2 separate regions of the Hordeum vulgare genome follow, and region 2 is linked to region 1. The links are chromatin contacts, called in public Hi-C maps. All regions are on one chromosome and are shown on one strand. The core of a region is the stretch at or near the end of the contact, and the rest is flanking DNA. Distances in the headings are between cores, read along the strand shown.

The links. A called contact is a pair of places that touch in the nucleus more often than the background predicts.
Region 2: a Hi-C map of leaf shows a contact between it and region 1, with 4 times the contacts expected there. The contact joins the promoter of LOC123453186 here to the promoter of LOC123451875 in region 1. A contact is called at or near these places in 2 of 6 Hi-C or Micro-C datasets (leaf and seedling) and 1 of 1 datasets of contacts at active chromatin or transcription factors (embryo).

Annotation. Positions count from the first base shown.
Region 1 is chr5H:104,289,575-104,296,873 of MorexV3_pseudomolecules_assembly, forward strand. It overlaps LOC123451875 (nuclear export mediator factor Nemf), which reads right to left and starts at 2,662. Exons shown (of 14, transcript XM_045128422.1): 1 at 2,476-2,662; 2 at 1,188-1,300; 3 at 997-1,093; 4 at 770-894; 5 at 1-594. The coding sequence starts at 2,580. It overlaps LOC123451877 (disease resistance protein PIK6-NP-like), which reads right to left. Exons shown (of 5, transcript XM_045128425.1): 4 at 6,789-7,299; 5 at 4,549-6,598. The coding sequence ends at 4,567.
Region 2 is chr5H:104,610,103-104,617,852 of MorexV3_pseudomolecules_assembly, forward strand. LOC123453186 (solute carrier family 40 member 2, chloroplastic) reads left to right here and starts at 3,877. Exons shown (of 14, transcript XM_045129961.1): 1 at 3,877-4,261; 2 at 4,809-5,019; 3 at 5,101-5,164; 4 at 5,486-5,610; 5 at 5,682-5,771; 6 at 5,896-6,075; 7 at 6,280-6,354; 8 at 6,543-6,644; 9 at 6,734-6,842; 10 at 7,063-7,209; 11 at 7,285-7,391; 12 at 7,494-7,607; 13 at 7,703-7,750. The coding sequence starts at 4,137.

The sequences.
Region 1 (7,299 bases), core at 1,412-3,911:
ATAGAAGACCCTTCTGATGATGTGACATTCTTCTTTGCGGTCATCTTATTCTGCATGAGTATGTACCCCTCGGGGATCCTTTGGCCAGAAATGATATTTACAAGCCAGTCCTCAAACCTTGTAACAGATTCTACTAGAGACTGAATAGTATGATCATCAAGACTGGTCTCTGGATCTTTCCCAATCTTTGTACTTGGAAGCAACCCAGCATCTAATATGATATGCTCCGCTAGTGCTGGGCCATAAGGCAATGCCTCCCCAATAAGTGTCTTCAGAGTAGCTCTATTTGATTGAGTGCCATTACTCGCTTTAGCATCTGAACCTGACTGCTTAATTTTTGCAGCAGACTTCTTTCCTGTTCTATTAGCTGGCTCTTCCAATTTATCGGTAGCAGGCACTCCATCATTGGCGGATTCAGAAGGCTGCTGAGCATCAGCTGAACTAGGTGTAACTTGGGAAGATTCTTTATCATCGACTGTATTAGACAGCTTCAGTGTGTCTTTTAACTTTGTAAAGTCAGTCCTTTCAAAGGTACGGCAGGCTTCTACTGGATAGCGATGCCGTGACATGATAGCCAATCCTTTGTTGTCATCTCTGGAAGTTTTACAGTAGAAGATAAGTAAAATAAACAAATAGTAAGCTTAAGAATTTAAGAGAATAATCGAATTCTCGGATTGCAAACGTATAATCGACGTTTTCTTGTCCTAAGTCGTCACTTGTGCAACAGCCCATGAGAACGAAAATAGTACTGCACGAATTAGACAATAACCTGTGAGAACGTAGTAGTGTCATCACTGTGTATTCCGAATCTGTGAGAATGATATTTCCTTGTGCATACAGCTCAAGAATTATAAAATGTGCATTACTGCCAAGTCCAAATTGAAAGAGGATCATCTGCAGTTCAAACCAAGACATCATTAAACGGCTGAACCCTCAGCAAGTACAATTCCGCTGTCTTCAAAGGATATTCAAGAGCAAATGAAATGTGAGGAGTACCCTATCATATCCCAGCATACGAACATCTTCAAGCCTCTTGCCACGAACATGTTTCCGCAGCTTGAGAGTGAACCCAGAAGGTGTGGTGCTCTTATCACTGAAAAATAGGGACAAAAGGAGATTTGTACATTAATGTTCTGAAACAGTGACATCAGATAAATATATACCAACAACGGTCAGCAGCATCTCACCGAACATATTGAGTGGTGTGCAGCCTGACACCACTTTCCATCAGCAACAAAACCTTCTCACTCTCCCCTGACTCGGTGATTCCACTGCTGTTCATCAGCTTGAAAAGATAAGTCTGTACAAGCACAAAAAGGCTTATGTAAAACATCACCTAGTACATATCAAAAGCAGATACGGCATGCAAGATTGCTAGAGCTTGAATGCATTCCACTAGAAGGGAGATGGTGCACTGGATTTCCAGCAGTTTCTTGGTGGAAACAGAAAGTTTAAAAAGAACATCTGGTCCGCCAAAAGCAAATTTATTCCAGAAAAGGAGATGATGCACTGGAATGCCAGCAGTTCCTCCGTGGAAACAGCATATATTAAAAAAAGAAAACATTGGTCCTCTAAAAGCAGAAGACAACACAGCAATCTAATATCCCAATGAATTGCATGAAATGTGTACCAGCAGTCATTTAACACGACAGTCAGCCTATAGCACCATGAGTAACCAATTTGGTGATTTTCAAAACAGAAATTTCAGAGACTAAGACAATCAAATATTTTCACAATCCAACACAAGGCAACCTCACAGAACTGTGGAATCATCATCAGGGCAGCAACCCTACCCCCAACTGTTTGTCCCATTTCCTTTCTAAATACAGTAATTTGTTTGTTGGAACCTAGTCGTACCAGTGCTAAAGTGGACTACACAAAGCATTCTGGTACCAATCCAAGTTCTGCCAAGTCAGAGCATAGCCCCCCGGGAAGCCACGTAGAAAACTACGCAAGCCTCCCAACCTGATCGCCGTGTGCCGCATCTACCTCTACTCACCTTCCTGGCGGCAAATAGCACGGCGAATCTACCCAATTTGGAAATTTTGACAACAGAATTTTCAGAGACCAAGACAATCAAATATTTACACATCCAACACAAGGCAACCTCACGGCACCCAGAATCGCCATCAGTGCAGAATCACCATCAGGTAAGCAATCCTACCCCGAACTGTTTGTTCAGATTCCTTACCAAATAGAGTAATTCGTTTGTTGAAACCTAGTGAACCCAGTGCTAAAATGAACTACACAAAGCTTTCCAGTACCAATCCAAGTACCGCCAAATCAGAGCATAACCAACCAAGCCACGTATCTAAACCTACACAAGCCTCCCAACCTGATCGTCGTGCGCCGTATCTACTCGCCTCCCCGGGAGGCCGGGTATGCCGCTAGTCTTCCGTAACCTAGGGTTTGACGCGGGCGGAAGAGCAGGGAGAGGAAGGAACGGCGATGCGGCGCGGGGACTGGACGACCAACCTTGGGGGTGATGTCGTAGACGTTGGAGAGGCGCATGCCGATGAGGCGGCGGAGGCACTTGACCTCCGCCGCCACGTCCGCCGTCGTCATCCGCGCCTTCACCATCTTCGCCGCCGCAGCTGATGCCTTCCTGTCTCCTTCCTTGCGGCCGAGGTTGTGGTGTTCTCTTCTCCCTTTTGCCTTCAACCTCCACTCGTCGCGTCGAGTTGTAAGTGTGCGCTCCCTCACTGGGCCGTCTTGGGCTTACAGAGGTACCAACGCACGGCTCTCTTAGGCCCATATTATCGTCTCATTGGGTGGCCCGGCCACTGATATCCTATATTATCGTCTCATTGGGTGCCCCGGCCACTGATATGCTTCTGTCTCGTTGGGTAGCGCGGCCGCTGGCCCATTTTGCTTACCATTGCAAATCTATCCATTGAAATTACAGTTTGAATTTTATTTTTTGCTAGAGAAGTTTGAATTGTAATTTTTAACACATTTGAATTGTAATTTGTGTCTGGATTAGCAATGGATCCAGCTATGTAACCTTCGTTCTAATGATAATAACTTAAAAAATAAATTTATTTTAAAAATGGTAAAATTATGTTGTCTGTTCGCTAAAGAAAAACTTCATTGATGGCAGGCTATTGTTTTGCTATGGTTGAAACGCAAATAGAATGATTGATCAGTGGAATATTTCCCTCCGTTTTCATGTTATTGGGTTGCATACAATCATCAAGGGGTATGTATACGTCATGTACTCCCTCTGTACCTAAATAATTGTAGTTGGAGAAAACTAGACTCTAGTTCTCACTAACTACAATTATTTAGATACAGAGGGAGTAATTAATAGTAGTTTCCACTGGGTAAGTATAAAATTGTACGTAGTCATTAAAGTCTCGGAAATAACAAGGCTGTTACAAAACTAATGTTATCATGTTCAAACTCTAGCATGAGTTAATGTTATGAGATGGAACTGGAAGTCGACAAGGGTTTCCGCCAACCCATCCCAACCAAAAGAACAGAACTGGAATTACAGGCCATTTACGTTTCGCATCAATCGGTCCATTTTCCCGCAGATGTAGGAGCAACTTCCAGTGTTCCAGATGGGGTCTTCGAGCATTCCCATGGAAATCATGGCAACGGCGCAGCGAGTTTCAGCGTCTCAGAATGAATGCCCTTCATGAACCCTGCAGATGAAACTAGGCTAAGTGAGAATTTGTTTCCTAACAATACCATGAATAACCGGCAGACTGAGAACGATGAAATTTTACTATGAATCAACTAGTAATGATAAGATCTTACTTAAATTGGCAGTAGCAGAATGTAACATCAAGTGGTGGAAAAGATGTGTGTGGATAATGAATGAATGGGAAGACAAAATACTGATAAAACACTAGTAGCACCAACATCAAAGCAATCCCGTGATAGCTTACTAAACCGTCTGATTGCGGACAATCCTTGCACCATTCAGGAAGGCTTTGTTCGGTTACACCCCCTTTCAAAGGGATTAGAGGGGATTTTGACTTGTAGCGGACGTAATCCCCACCAATCCCTGCCAAATCCCCTCCGTTTCCCCACCAACCGAACAAGCCCGAAGTGGGAAGACATACTATGATGAGGTTTCTCAGAAGAAGAAGAAAAGATACATATGATGCACAAGTAGCAGCCACCGATCTGATTTCTCAATGAATTAAAAATTGCATTGAATCTGAAACAGTAATTAACAAAGAATCAATCTATATTTATTTAAGATTTCATATGGCAGCAATCCATATATAAATTGTGCAGGTTCATCAGTGTGTATTTCTCCATGCAAAAGTAGTCAAATGCAGAAGTAAAAAAAAATACACTATTCTATGAAACTAGCAGGCTTCATTGGCAAGAAAGCTGCAAAATATCCAAGAGGTAAGGATGGAAGATCAAGGATCCCGAACATAAATGTATCCAAATGTAAGCACCAAAAAATGTGTGTTTTTCATGCTCATCTTACATTCCTAATCCAGTCTGTACTCCTCTAATAAATACCCAAACAGTAATATAACTGAAATATACAGCAGTTGTGGCATGTGAAAATGAATAGTAGTACCTCAATGATGTGTTACACACTCAATTGTCAGCATCAACCTCCTCCTCTACCAGTTTATGCTCCCCATCCTTAACAATCTCTTCTTCATCCCATCTACTCACTTCCAGAGTGAGCTCATCTGAAAGACAGCCAGCCGCATTCTTGACAGCATGCTCCAAGGCCTCCACCTCCCTAATGTTTGCGCCATAACAAACTATCTCGATGTGGAGATGCTTGAGCGAATACAGATTCTGGATGCCGAAATCAAGATCACCACTCAAAGGGAACACACCATGCGCATTAAATGGAACCCGGAGGTTCTCAAGCTCCGGCATGGCTCCTGCTTCAAACATCAGCCCTGTCCTGCTGTCCCAGCAAGTGAAGTAGAATTCTTTCAGGTATCGGAATCCATTATTGTTGATAATGATCCTTTCTATAGGTCTTGCTGTTCTTGAAGTTATCCAGAGAAATAATAGAGAGGGCAGGTTACCAAGGACTCGGAATGTTTCCTCGTCCACTGGATTGACATAGATGCCTAGGTAAGAGAGGTGCTCAAGTGAGGCTACCCACTTTGGGATTATGGGGAAATAGTAGTTAATGGACATCTCAAATCTCTGGAGTAGATGAGGAGGAGGAAACCAAGAGTCAATTAGGAAATCAAGGGAACAAGAATGGTAGCTCTGAATTTGTATGGAACGAAGGTTGAGCATGCCTAGTTTGCAGAGGGACATGACCAAGTTATCTTCACGAGCTTTCATGCCACTGTTTGTACTACTTATGTGCCAATTCAGGTTCAGCTCAAGTATTCTTAGTTTGGTCAGACTGCCCAGCTCCAGCAAAGAGGTCAGACAGGTCTTCTGGTTGATTTCAATCTCTGATAATTCCCGTAGAGCTCGCATATTCCCAATCCCTTCGGGCAACTCTGCACTGTTAACTAAAAGGCATGTCAGTTGCTGCAGTTGAACAATACTAGCTGGCAACTTCTTTACCCATGACCATCTTAAGTCTAAGGTCTGTAAATTCTGCAACTCTCCAAGTTGTTCAGGAAGTGCAGTGATTCTTCTAACATTGAGTCGAAGGTACTTCAGCTGAGAAAGCCTGCTTATGTGTTTAAGATATTTGTGTTCCAACACCTCTCTATTTTCTATATCTAACACTCTTACGGATTGAAAGTTTGTAAGAGAAAGCATGTGTTCAGCTTCAGCACATCCAAAGATAGTGAGGGATCTAACATGAGAAACAATCATGTTCGATGGTACCATAGTATGTTCTTGAGCATGATAGTTCAGGGATAGTCGACGAACCTTATCATATGGAAGTGAGTTAAGTTTTTTGTCACCGGATAAGGTTACAAAATTTTCTTCAATTGACTTGGATATAATTAGGTCGAGAATCATATCATGGACACGGCAAGCATCAGCTCGACCATCATACTGGATTTCAACTGGTTCAATCAAGCTTCTGTTTATAAGATCGCTGAAATAGCCTTCTCCTACTTCCTCCAGATCCTGTCCACCTTCTACAATGATAAAACCTTCTGCGATCCATCTCCTTACCAGTCGATCCCTCTTGATCACATAATCTTCAGGGAATATACTTAGATATAGCAAACATGTCTTCAAATGGTAGGGAAGATCATTGTAACTAAGGAACAATATCTTCTTCATCTCTTCCATGTCTAAATCCTTTTCAAGTGCTGAACCAAGAGAATTCCGTATCCTCAGCCATTCTTCTTTGGTACTAGCTTTATTTGCCAATAAGCTAGCTACTGTAATGATTGCCAATGGCAAGCCACCACATTTTTTTAATATTTCATCTGAAACTTCCCTCAGTTGAAGAGGGCATCCACCTTCAGAGCCAAACGCTCGTTTGAAAAATAAGCTCTTAGAGTGAGTTGCACTAAGAGGCTTTATTTCATACATATGATCATAGTGCTGAGAGCTACAATACTTGGCTACGGTGATGATACGCGTTGTTGTAAGTATTCTGCTGGATGAACTATTTTCAGGAAAAGCACATTTGATTGCTCTCCATACTGGTGTGCCCCATATATCATCGATTACTATGAAGTACCTATCACAAACTTTACAAGTTAAAACATGTATTCCTAAAGCTACAACTGATGAAGCAGTAGTAAGCAAAGTGTACATATATTATCCTACGGATAAAGTTGATGTTCATACATATGTATAATAAATTAGTGATGACACCACATGCATATTAGACCAAAATAAGATTGTCATGAGTAAATAAGGTTGCATACCTTTTATGCTTGAGGAACTGTCTTATTGTGTTGATGAGTTGCTGCTCATTCCATGCTTGATTGCTGGTGCACTCTTGCCAGCAGATCTGAGAAAGTATATTTCTCAAAATCTTCTTTAGGTCAGGTTTTTGGGACACCGACACAAAAGCTTGATATTCAAATTGCCCTTCGAGCTTCTGGTACACTTGATTAGCAAGAGTAGTCTTTCCAAGGCCGCCAGACCCAACAATGGACACCACCTTTAGCTGTTGCGCCGTTGCACATTCCCCTTCTGTTAGCAACTTGATGAGTTTATCCCTTGGGCCATTGATGCCAATGAGCCTCGTCGTCTCCGTGAAAAATGCTGGTAAACGAGGATCTATGCTTGTCCTGCCCGGCCTGGAGATAACATCATCAACCTTGTACCTCGCACACCGACTGCTAACCTCGATAGCGCTTTGTTTGAGAACTTTGATTTTCTTGGCCATCCGATGGCGTGCCTTGGAATGTTTCATCAAATCCATGCACCTGC
Region 2 (7,750 bases), core at 2,627-5,126, 320 kb after region 1:
GGCATTCACCCAATCCAAGTCGGGCATGATCTCCATTGTCACCGACACCACACCATGATCTCCATCATTATGCTGCCATCAAGGTTGTCGCGCCATCTATGCTTGTACTACTATTGCTACTGATTTAGCGATAAAGTAAATGATCGGTAAACGCTAAAAAATTAAAGACAACCCTATGGCTCCTATCGGTTGCCGTAGCATCGGCATGCAAGTCGATATTAACTATTACAACATGATCATCCCATACATCAAATATATCACATCATGTCATTGGCCATATCATATCACAACATAGCCTGCAAAAACAAGTAGACATCCTCTAATTTGTTGTTGCATGTTTTATGTGGCTACTATGGGTATCTAGCAAGAACACTCCTTACCTATGCAAAAACCACAATGGTGATATGCAAGTTGCTATTTAATCTTCTACAAGTACCGCGTGTGTTGAATCTGATTCAACTAAAGTAGGAGAGACAGACACCCATCAGCCATCTTTATGTAACAAGTTACATGTCTATCGGTGGAACCGGCTCGTACGCGGACGAGTAAGGTTGGTCCGGGCCGCTTCATCCCACAATACTGTTGAATCAAGAAAAGACTAAGGAGGGCAGCAGTCTGAATATCAACGCCCACAAAATCCTTTGTGTTCTACTCGAGATGTCATCTACGCATAGACCTAGCTCAGGATGCCACTGTTGGGGAACGTTGCATGGGAAACAAAAAATTTCCTACGCACATACAAGATCTATCCATGATGATAGCAATCTACGAGAGGAGAGATCAGATCCACATACCCTTGTAGACCGCTAAGCAGGAAGCGTTAAGAAACGCGGTTGATGTAGTCGAACATCTTCGCGATCCAAATCGCAAGCCATCCCGCGACCCAATCACGATCTAGCGCCGAACGGAAGACACCTCCGTGTTCAGCACACGTACACATCAATGACGATCTCTGCCTTCTTGATCCAGCAAGATGGAGCAGAGAGGTAGATGAATTCTCCAACAACACGACAACATGGTGGCGGTGTTGGTGGAGCTGATCTGGCAAGGCTTCGTCGTGCACTACCAAATCAAACTATAGGTGGACGAACTAGTGGAGGGAGAGAGAGCTGCGCCGTGGCTTGGGGTCGGCTGCCTCTCTCCTCTCCACTATATATATATATATATATATATAGGAGGGAGGCAAGAGGTGGCGCCCTAGGGAAAATCTCTAGGGTTGGCCGGCGGCGCACAAGAGGAGGAGTCCTCCTCCTCCAATTCGGTTTGGTGGAGGCATTAGGAGGACTCCTCCTCCTAGTCAGTTCCTCCCCACCTCCTTAATTCGGGCGCATAGGCCCATGGGGCTAGCCTCCCATCCCACCAGGGGCTGGCGCGCCACCTCTTGGGCCTATGTGGCCCTCCGGGGTGGGTGGCCCCTCCTGGTTAACACCCGGAGCCCATTCGTCACTCCCGGTACTTTATCGGTAGTACCTGAAACCTTTCCGGAACCCATATACCTCTTTCCTATGTATCAATCTTCGTCTTTGGATCACTCTAGAACTCCTCGCGACGTCCGGGATCTCATCCGGGATTGTGAACAACCTTCGGTTACCAACATAATTCAACTATACCGAAACGTCACCGAACCTTAAGTGTGCACACCCTGCGGGTTCGAGAACTATGCAGACATGACCGAGACACTCTCCGGTCAATAACGAACAGCGGGACCTGGATGCCCATATTGGCTCCTACATATTCTACGAAGATCTTTATCGGTTGAACCTTGATGTTGAGGATTCAGTTAATCCCGTATGTTGTCCCCTTTGTCCATCGGTATGTTACTTGCCCGAGATTTGATCGTTGGTATCTCCATACCTAGTCCAGTCTCGTTACCAGCAAGTCTCTTTACTCGTTCCGTAATACAAGATCATGTGACGAACTCTTTAGTCACATTGCTTTCAAGCTCATTGTGATGTTGTATTACCGAGTGGGCCCTAGAGATACCTCTCTGTCATACAGAGTGACAAATCCCATTCTCGATTCATGCCAACCCAACAGACACCTTTGGAGATACCTGTAGAGCACCTTTATAGTCACCCAGTTACATTGTGACGTTTGATACACATAAGGCATTCCTCCAGTGTCTGGGAGTTGCATGATCTCATGGTCATAGGAACAGATACTCGACATGCAAAAAACAATATCAATAAACTGACATGATCATATGCTATGTTCATAGTTTGGGTCTTGTCCATCACATCATTCTTCTGATGATGTGATGCCGTTATCAAAGGACAACTCTTGTCTATGACCACGAAACCTTGACCATCTTTGACCAACAAGCTAGTCCATTAGAGGCTTACTAGAGACAGTGTGTTGCCTATGTATCCACACATGTATTTTGAGTTTCCAATCAATACAATTCTAGCATGGATATTAAACGATTATCTTGAACAAAGAAATATAATAATAACTATTTTGTTACTACCTCTAGGGCATATTTCCAACAACAAGGACATGGACAAAATATACAAGATGCCCTTCCATAAATTTTGGTTTAGCGATTGCTAAGGCACGGTGTCCTCGCACGTTCGCAGTCAGATCGTCAAAGTCCACTCCACCAAAAATAATAGTCACCATCTCATCGAAAGACGGGGCACCTTCACCTCTATCATCTTGCCTCTCCAATAGCCAATAACTTTTATGCGTCATGCAAAGTTGGTTCTCTCGGATACTCTCCTCCAAACACCTACACCATGGTGAGGGCAAACCTCAAAGTAGATTTGAGGCATGTGCTCTCCCTCATCCGGACCATGTCACCAACGACGTGTAAGGAAGTACCAAATGCAAGAATCCTCAGAGCAGTCGTGCATTTCTGCTTAGCAGAGAATGAAAGTTCTGTGCAGCAATCCCTCGTGAGCTTTAAGTAGTCATCGTGTGCCTCCACTCCCTTCATAACTCGCAAAAACAATGGTTTGCACATACATAGACGACGACGAAACCATGTACCATCCGGGGTAGTTGGGTTTGGAGCAAAGTAGTCCTTGTACAACATCCATGCTCCAGAGACCCTATCCCGATTAATAACTCTTCTCCCTTTTACCGAGCATTTGAAGTTGAGAATGTGCTCCACCTCCCGTCCATTTCCTGTTGGATGTTCATGAGCATGACCATTTCGACTTCATCGTATGAATTCGATAAATCAAATGCCTCATTTTGAACCATTTCATCAATCTCCGTCGGTCCATACTGTTTGTTCGATGAACCGGAATCCATCGTTCTGCCTATGGGAAAATCACCAAAAAACTAGTCGGACAATGTGCCGAACACAAAGAGGGCAAGGTGCGATTTGAGAGTTGGCACACGTAGCACGGTGGCGTCCGAGCCGACGACAATGTCCGCGACGACGAGCATGGATGGGAGGAATGTTGCGCCGGTGCTGGCGGCACTGAGGCTAATAACGACAGCAAAGTTAGGAGACATCCGACGCGGAGGAGGCAGAAGAAAGGAGAGGAACAAATGAAATCGGATAGGTCACGGGAGGGAATTTGATGCATTTTTTGTTGGGTCAGGCTCTCAGGTCCTACGCCGCCCGATTGTCGCACACCCATTCTAAATTTAAGTTGGGTATATAAATGATATGGCTAGTCCAGTTATTTAAGGCTAATTTAAGACATTTTTGTATCACTTTTTTTCGGGTGTTCGTTCAATTGTTCGAAGGTGGTTTGATGTTTTAAGCACCGGATAGACGGAGGGAGGAAAATAAATTTGGCGTCTCAAAATAGTGACATGCGGCTGCCTTCCCGGTCACAAAGAACCTCATTTGAAAACAAACATCAGAGGCAATAGAAAAATCCTCACCCGTTCCATTAAAAACCGGACGGCGATTATGCCTCCGGTTATCCCCTCCCACATCCTCTTCCCGTTCTCTCCCAGCTGCCTCAGTTGCCAACTTGGCGCTCCCTTCTCTCTCTTCTTCTTCTCCCTCCTCCTCCGCCCCTTCTTCCACCTCAACCTCATCAGGATAAGGTAGCCAGGGGTAAGGCACGCTTCCAGAAGCTCCTGCCGGGCCCAATCCCGCCGCCGGCGCCCGGTCCTTGAGAGGCTGCATGCATGAGTAGTCGCGCCGCCGCCGCCGCAGCAGCAGCAGAGGAGCCATGGGGATGGTTACCGCTGCCGCCCTTCTCGCCTCATCGCCGCAGACGCCGCTCGTCCGCGGGTATCTCACCGGCCTGCCGAGGCTGCGCCTGAGGCCCTCCTCCCCCTGCGTCAGCGCGCTCAGGTGACTGCTTGCTGGCCGCTTTGCGTTTGAAATTGTTTAATGTGCTCTGGAGGGTTGATAAGCTTGGTTTTATGTACGCTTGACGCGAATTACACGCGGAAGTTTAGCATGAAAATATTTAGCCGGGGAACGGATTGAAAGGATGCAGATGTTTCCTACTTTGGATTATTGGTTTGTTATGGCATTCTCGATGTTCAAGAGATAAGTTCAAGTCAGGGCAGATTTAGGCTTCTCCGAAAGCTTGGTATAGGAACTAGCAAATGCAGGTGGCGTTGGCACTTCACCTATGGGCTAATCTATTATTTAGTAAATGACAACAACGGAGTTTGTAAGGAAGAGTGTACATTGTTAATGTGATGAGTATTTTCTTGTCAGTATGTTTTTGCTTGAGCATGCGTGCTGATTCATATGTTATATTTCAGATCATCCACAACTGAATTGGCAAAAAATTAATAGGTTGATGTATGCCAAGCTAGTGGATTGACGTTGCTTTTGTTCTTGAGTTGCAGTGTTTCAATTTTCAACTAACATGTTAGTATTTTTCCAGGTCAAACAATTTTGTTCAAAGGTGTTACATAGCAAATGTTGAGGTTGATGTTAGCAATGTAAATAAGGAAGAGTCGGCTTTCGATGATCATCCATCATTACCGCCAGGCTGCTCTATTCCAGTTGTCAATATCCTAGGAGATGTTCTAGATTCTAGTCCTTTTCCACCACATGATAGTACTCAGCACCATGCTGATTTTGAGGAGCTGCCGGTATGGATTTTCTTTCCTCCACCATGGTCTTCGTCAAATAGTTTTGTTTTGCCTTCTTCTGACAGTCTGTTCAAAATTCAGGTCTTATCTGAAGGAGAGCAACAAACATTGGCCGCCACTCCAGCTCACCCTGCTGGACTATATGGTAAAGGCATTTTCATGGCACCACAGTTGGATTATCTTTATATACTGTTTACACTTTACGCGCTAAGCCATGCAGTTAATAGTTAACAATGTTGTTGAAATATGGGTTCATTAACCAAAGTATCGGCTATTGTAATATTTGATAATTTGCAGATAATTAATGTTTTCAGTTTTCAACTCCTAGCATGTGACAAGCAGGCATACCTACCCCTAGTGATTTTTTAAAATCTTTTTAGAAAATAAATAAAAATAACTGATGGGCAAGCCTCCCGACAATCCATATATCATGGAACTTAATACCCCTTTAACATCATGTATGCAGCTCTCTATGCTAGCTACTTGTTTGGTAACCTTGTGGAACAACTCTGGAATTTTGCTTGGCCTGCTGCCCTGGCAATTCTTCATCCAAGCCTATTGCCTGTGGCTATTGTTGGTTTCTTCGGAAAGGTACCCATCGCTGTGCTAAATTCAAGAGATGTTAGTAGAATCAACCATCTAAATTATTTTATGATTTCCAGCTCTCAGTATTTCTTGGGGCTCCTATAGTTGGCAAACTTATGGATCATTTCCCACGAATACCCATGTACACAGGATTGAATGCTGTCCAGGTACTTGCTTTATTTTCTCTGCTTTCTTATATTATGGGCGAAGAAAATAGATTGCTCTAGATTATAATTTTATGCACAATATAAAATACTTTATGCCAGTTTTCTTCTCAACCCGACTATGCAGGTGGCCACTCAGTTAGTATCAGCTGCAATGGTCATATATGCTCTCAAAAACGCGGGCCGTACTTCTACATCAGATTTGCTTCTCAGGCCTTGGTTCATTGTGCTAGTGATAGCCGGAGCCGTTGAAAGGCTTGCAGGATTGGCCCTGGGAGTTTCCATGGAGAGGGACTGGGTTGTGCTGGTATGGTTGCTAATCCACATTTTGTTTTGTGGATTCTTTCCTATTCTTTTCAATGAAATGCATTCCATTCCTAAAATAGCAAGTGTTAGCGATTTAGCAACAGAAAACTTGTCATTGTAAGAAACACTTATGAATTAAAAATAGCATGTTTTCTTGTTGGTTTTGTCCAACTGTCTGCCTCACTGTTCTTCTTTCTCTATGAAGTTAGCAGGAACAAACAGGCCTGTTGCATTAGCTCAAGCTAATGCCATGCTTAATCGACTTGATCTTCTTTGTGAGGTGAGATACTCCTAAGTCACGATATAGAGCTTGCATCTTTTTGAATTTATGAAGACTTAGGAAGATGACAAGATTGTCTGTTTGGTGGATCTTGTTGTCTTATTATTCTGTACTTTAATCACAGCATGCAATCTATTTCGAGTGGAAATTATAGTTGCATAACATGCATAACCATTTTGGTGTCGCAGACCGTTGGTGCTTCAGTTTTTGGCCTTCTGCTCACCAAATACGACATAGTAACCTGTTTGAAGGTTTCCTCTGCGCTAATGATATGCAGTTTTCCCATTCTGGTATACCACATATATCTTTAAACTGAATCTTGAATAACCAGATTTAGCATACATTAGCATACTCACAAGATGCTGTATGGTCTTTTTAGGTTATGTTGGGTCAATTAATTAACAGCGTCTCTTGTCATGCGCTTGATTCCTCGAGAACCCCCAGTGACGAATCTATTTGTGCTGATCTATTGGATGTCCGCAAGATAGGTGAGGAAGTTTTTCTTAGAGAATGTGCAAAACCTTTCCCCATGTTACCGTCCAGGCACAAAGTGTTTTTTCATCCATTTAAAGGAAAAACTAACACTAAATGTAGCAACACATAACAATGCCTAATCTCACAGTGGATTGTCCCAGTGAGGAACTTAGATCAAATTAGTTATTTAAGTTCAGTTAATGTGGATGGTCTGATATTCTCTCTACCATTCAGTTCAAAATGGCTTAAGTTCTATCAAGCATGGCTGGAATGAGTATAAGCAGCAGACAGTTCTACCTGCAAGTGTAGCTACCGTGTTTCTGAATTTCAACGTAGCACTTGCTCCTGGCGCGATAATGACTGCATTGTTGATGCATCGGGGTATGTTTCACTTTCCCAGCTCAAATTTACCAATTTCAGAGAAATGTCTACAAATTAGTAATGGCTGTTTAACAGGTATTAGTCCATCTATCGTCGGTGCTTTTAGTGGATTGTGTTCTGTTATGGGTCTTGTTGCAACATTCATCTCCTCAAGCCTGGTGAAAAGAGTTGGAATTCTAAAGGTTGGATCTATACTTTTCTTTCTATATCTACACTATTTGTCACAATTGATGCGAACTTACCTCAATTTATTTTGGTGCAAACTGTTATGTTATAAATACCAGGCGGGAGCAGCTGGATTGATATTTCAAGCTTCACTCTTGTCAATTGCTCTCACAGTGTATTGGGCTGGATCCATGTCACAGAGAACACCTCTGCTCATTTTCCTCGCTTCCATTGTGAGAACAAGACCTTAGCTACAAATTACCCTTCGATTAAGATTTTGCCGAATACAATAGACTAAACATTGTGGCGGTTTCCTGTTAATTTTCAGGCATTATCTCGGCTGGGGCACATGTCTTATGATGTTGTGGGGACACAG